Regions from separate parts of the Mustela erminea genome. Here region 1 is linked to region 2. Evidence: chromatin contacts called from public Hi-C data. All regions are on one chromosome and are shown on one strand. The core of a region is the stretch at or near the end of the contact, and the rest is flanking DNA. Distances in the headings are between cores, read along the strand shown.

Region 1 (2,700 bases), core at 110-2,609, 72 kb after region 2:
GAAAACACAGGCTCTCTCACCCGTCTGGAGGCTCCTCGGCTTGGCACCCAGATAGGCCAGGTTCACGTTGGCCTTGCGGCCGTCAATGTTGGGATTAGGGTCTTTGCAAGCTCTCTCAGCTGCTGCCCGGTCCGCCATGGTCACCTGGAGGAGCACAGAGGGTTCAGGGGCTTCCCTTACTGGGCGGGAGGAGCGAAGGGTTCTGCTCCCCAAAGAGGCCCTCACTTCCCCCTCTGCGGGGGTGGGGGTGGGGGACAGTGACCCAGAACCTCTGGCCCCATCCCCACTGGCCTCCCACCCTGGGGCCCTCCCACTGAGGCGCCCCTGGATTCCAGCTCCTCCCTCCAAGTTCACGCGCTGGGAAACCCAGCCTTCAAGGACAGAAAGGATGCCCAGGGGAAACAGGGCACCCTCCCCCGCCCCAGGGAAGGCAGCGGCGGGAGCCCTTTCTGCCCGCCTGCCCGTGGGGGGGGTGCGAGCGTCCTCATGGGAGAGGTTGGGGGCTGCTACTTAGAAGGGAAGGAGGAGACAATTCTTCAGGCCCTTTTTTACTTAAACTGATGTTTCTTTGGGGGCGGTTAAATACTGGAGAGGGGGTACTAAAGGCCTCCAAAGCGCCCTGAGGAGAAGCCTCGGCTCCTGCTTGCTTGTTGCTCCAGGAGATCCTGGCAGCAGCCAACTGTCCCCAAAACCTCTCCGTAAACTCAGAAGTACTAACTGAACTCAGCGGCTCTGCCTTTTAAACCGGGAGCGGGGTGGTGGAGGGAGCCGGAGCCAGGTAGCGGCGGCGCGACCGGCTGGAGCGTGAACCTCCGCCCCCGAGCCCAGGAGGGGGCGGCAGGTGCCGGGGCGGCTGGGCGTGCGCCCGCCGGTTGACTCAGCGCCCCCCGGCGCGGTAAGTGCGGGACGGAGTGCGTGCCCGGCCGCGGGGCCACTTACGAAGCCGTAGCCGCGGGACTTGCCCGTCTGACGGTCGGTGATGACCACGGCCTCCTCGATGTCCCCGAAGCCCTCGAAGTACTTCCTGAGCGAGGAGTCGGTGGTGTGGTAGGGCAGGCCGCCCACGAAGATCTTGGTGAACGTGGTGTCCTTCTGCGAGCCGTGCATGGCGCCGGGGGCGGCCGGGGGCCGCGGGAAGCCCGCGCTCGGAGCGCACGGCGCGGGCTGCAGCAGCATGGGGGGGGCGCCCCGCCGCCTACAGACCCGGGCCGCGCGGCGCTGGGCTCATGGGCGGCGGCGGGGAGCGAGCAGGGCAGCACCGGCGCCGGTCCAGCCGCCGGGCCCGTCCACTCGCGGGCCGCTCGCGCCGTGTGCGCCTCGCTGCGCTGCGCTGCGCTCTGGCCGGCGCTGCGGGCACTCTGCGCCCCGGCGCCCGCCCCCGGGCTTTGTAAGCGCCCCGCCCCCAGCCAGCCGAGGCCCCGCCCCCAAGCCGCGGCCCCGCCCCGCCACGGGCGCGCAGGGGCCGCCGGGAAGCGTAGTCCCGGCCCCGCCCCGCCCCGCCTCGCCTCGCCTCGCCTCGCCTCGCCCCGCGGGCCCTGGAAACCCTGGGGCGGGGCCGGGCGGGGCGGGGCGGGGCCGGGCGGGGCGGGGCGGGGCGGGGCGGGGCGGGGGAGCGGCGGGCCGACTCCACTGTCCCTCCGCAAGAGGGGCGGTCCGCATACCCGCCGGATTCCCAGCACTGCCCTCGTGCCGTGAACTAGAGGGGAGCGATGATGGGTAACATGTTTATTGAGCCAACATTTATCTGAGGGCGAGGTAAGATACGGCAACATGTATTAGAAAGTGAAATGATTTGTGTTTATGTGCAAATACGATTCCTTCGACGAATCCTTTTCAGGGCCCCTCATGCAACAGGCACCCCAGGATGGGGCCGCATGGGTGCATGGAACATACACTCTAGCCCCACGGAGTTCTATGAATAAGTCAGGTCAACGTCAAAAATACAGTGTACAACCGGGAGGGACAGAAACCTGGCATCTGCCATCCAGGAGGGTCTAGAGTGATCGCAGAGACCCCCGGAGGGTGTCTAGGCAGGGGGAGTTGTTCTGGCCTCGTCAAAAGTCCATCCGCAGCTGATATCACGGATTCCTCCCTCTATATGTGCGACCCTGGGGGAAATGCAAGCTCAGGGTGGTCCGGTCCCTCTGTCCCTGTCCCAGCCACAGAAACAGGCCATGCCAGGGCCTCTGTGAGCTCCACACCAGGCAGGACTGGCTACAGAACTCGTTCAAACTCATCAGCAATTTCACATCGAACAGCAGAGCAATAAACCGATGCTGAGTTCGGGGCGTTGAAGCTGGCCCCGGCATCAGCGCTCCCCGCTGGCGGGTCACAACTTCGGGCAGAGCAGGGGGCTGCTCCGGGCCTCCAACCCTCCGCATGGCCAGGGGCAGCTGTGCACACACTAGCGCCGCCGAGAACTGCAGCTCTAAGTGAGGTCACTTTGGGCGGAGCCTGTCGCCTTGGGGACAGTGGAACACAGGCCCGGGTCTGCCGGACTGGGAGTGGCACGGCCTGCCTTGTGCCCTGGTGTTTCAGGTGTTCATCCCGCACCTTCTCTGTCTAGGCTGTGTTCGACTCCAGACGGAGACTGTCTCGAGTCCGAGGTCCCCTGGCCCTGCTCGCCCTCCCTTCCTCAAACCTGTGCCTGAGCCTCCCCCCGACTCGGGGAGGGGAGCCCCCATCTTTATCAGTCCTCCT
Region 2 (2,700 bases), core at 66-2,565:
AGAAAGGTCTACCTTGGTGTACGTTCAGTGTGCACTTGAGAAAAATGTGTGTCCTGCTGTTGGGTGGAATGTTCTAAAATGCCAGTTAGGTCAAGCTGATAGTGCTGTCCGGGTCTTTTGTATCCCTACTGGTTTTCTGTCTTTTTGTTCTCTCAGTAGCTTACAGTGGAGAGTGCTGAGGTCTTCAACTAGAATCATGGCTTTGTCTGTTTGTCCTTTTGGTTTCAGCTGCGTGTATTTTAAAAAGCCACGCCCCCCTCAACTTGGGACTCCGTGTTATCAAACGCTGTGCCCCTGCACTTGCTGAGATCATCTTGCAGAGTTGCAAGCTGCCAAGAAATGAATGCTCAAAACAGAGGCCTTGAACATTAGGGCCACTGGGAGGAGCCGCCTCACCTTCCTTGCGGGCCCCCAGCGCATTTTGGCCCAGCCTCCCGCAGGGCCTTTGAGTCAGCAGGGGTCAGAGAGCACTGCTCAAAAAAGAACTAACTCCTGGTGAGGCTCAGGATCAGCCGCTGAGCCCACATCTTCACCCCACCCCAGGCGACCTCAAAGCCCCTGACTTCTTGGATGCTCATTTCCTCAAGTCAATCAACACGCGTAAAGGGAGCGTCTCACGTAGATGCTGGGAAAACTAAATGAGATAAAGGGTGGTTCTTGTCCTGAAGATGCTTGCTCACTTGCCTTCCCATTCCTTGGGGTTCCTGAAGAACAGACGGGTCCCTGCAGGTGTTATCCAGCCCCCTCTCTGCTGGTAAGTGTTTAGCAACGGCTTTGGGTGGGAGAACCCTGCTGGTGGGTTTCCCAGATCCTGTAGTGTAAGGACTCTGTCAGCGGCAGATTCCAAGCTGCCGGCGGGCTCCCTGGGTGTGGAGTTGGGAAGAGTCACCCAGGCACACACCAGTGGGGCATTTCCACTGTAGAGAGACAACAGAAGTAAATCGCCCCAAGGACACAGATAATAGTCAAGTGTGGTGAATTAAGCCGGGGAGTGATTCGTTCTGGGTATTTACTACCTTTGGTTTTAATATAATTCATTTACTTATAAACTTAGGTCATTTAATTTTGATATTGGCCATGGTTAACCACCGGCATGCAACACTCCTGACCGTTCAGCGATCAGACCTTTGCTCCCAGAGACCAGTCCCGACTCGGACAAGCGTCAGACAAGCTCCGCCAGCGCGGAATGAATGGGTTCGTGGGACAGGAGGTTCCCCAGTAACTCTTCAGCAAAGGGTTTTGGGTTTCAGGATTCCAGCAATGTTAACAGTCACTTCCCTGCTAGAGGCCAGCCCCCGCCCTGGAGAGCCAGGGACATGCCGAGCTCTGATTGGCCAGCCGTGGCCACGCCCCTCCCCGGGCTGGGGGTGGGGTTAGCACCCGGGACCCGAGCCTGCAGCAGGAGCCCCCGGGAACCTCGGGGTGATTAGGGTGGAGGAGGGCGGCAGGGCAGGGGTGGTTGTCAGAAACAGTGAGGGTCTGCTACTCGCGGTCTTGGAAGCCCTTGTTCAAGGAAATTCCTTAGAAACGTTCAGTTTGAGGCATTTCAGTCTCGGGATGTTGTTAGACCTTTGGTGCTCAAGGTTTTCAAATTTCAGAAGGAACACAGACTTGTTTTAACAAAGGAAACGGTAAATATAAACCGCTGATAAGAGCCCACAGGGTTTCTCATGTCCCCAGCCTCCAGCGCCACCTCCTCCCGACCTCCCCACCCCGCAATCCCGCTGTTAGCAGTTTGGGCAGGGGGCGCCCCCCGCCCCCCACACCCCTCTCCTGGCTCTGCAGCCCAGACACGCTCGCACGTGGGGGGATTGTTGTGCTTTTGCGGAAGTTGCCCCAGACCACACCCGTGATGCAGCTTGCTTTCTCTCCCCGCCAGACAAATCTCGGGCTTCCCGACCAGTCCGCAGAGAGAGCGAGCCCAGCAAACGCCGGCTCTAGCCAGACTGGCATCTGGAGGCCTTTTCATTCATTGCTCCTACCGAGGGCGGAGAAGTGCAAAGACCTCTGGAGATTTCTAAATTTGGTCAGAGTGTAGGAGGCTGCGCAGGGTGCCTGTGTGCTAAAAATACCAGCCCGGTCTGGAGTAGAGGCTGCCCTGGGTGGCAGGGCACCCAGGACTCAGGACAGCTCGGTTTCATCTCCTCCTAGGACCCTTAGCACGTCCACAGGAAGTGGTGCCCCAGGCCACAAGGAGCTGGTCTCCAGGCGACCATTACAAAAGTTGCCCCACCCTGAGTTCCTTTCCCCTGGGGTCTGGTTACCCTATCCTTCAATAGGACTGCGGACCTTGGACCAGACCTGGGTACCACTTCCCTGACATTTACTCCTTTTCAACTCGCTTTTAAGAATCAAATACACTGGGGCACCTGGGTGGCTCAGTGGGTTAAAGCCTCAGCCTTAGGCTCAGATCATGATCCCAGGGTCCTGGGATCAAGCCTGGCATCGGCATCGGGCTCCCTGCTGAGCAAGGAGCCTGCTTCCCACCCCCCATCCCTGCCTCTCTGCCTATTTGTGATCTTTGCCTGTCAGATAAATAAATAAGATCTTTAAAAGGAAAAAAAAAGAATCAAATACATTTATTTTTAAATAAAACCTCACAACACGGCAGTAAATGGAAAACCAACATCACCGGTCAGAAATAGTAATTATATGTAGACAGCAATATGTAGCATGATAATAAATAACGCTATTGACATT

Evidence for each region. Hi-C and Micro-C count contacts between places; a contact is called where the count stands out from the background.
Region 1: a contact with region 2 is called in a Hi-C map of fibroblasts, with 2.3 times the contacts expected there. The contact joins the promoter of RBM38 here to the enhancer-like site in region 2. A contact is called at or near these places in 3 of 3 Hi-C or Micro-C datasets (fibroblasts, skeletal muscle and spleen).

The regions. Positions count from the first base shown.
Region 1 is chr7:5,241,968-5,244,667 of mMusErm1.Pri, forward strand. RBM38 (RNA-binding protein 38) reads right to left here and starts at 1,360. Exons shown (of 4, transcript XM_032350265.1): 1 at 940-1,360; 2 at 21-144. The coding sequence starts at 1,176.
Region 2 is chr7:5,169,631-5,172,330 of mMusErm1.Pri, forward strand. No RefSeq gene overlaps it. Among named protein-coding and RNA genes, the nearest start is that of CTCFL, 39 kb to the left of the region's middle. Within about 2 kb of position 1,316, the one cell type or tissue checked has open chromatin away from gene starts, as enhancers often do. A contact at or near this core is called in fibroblasts, where this site is marked.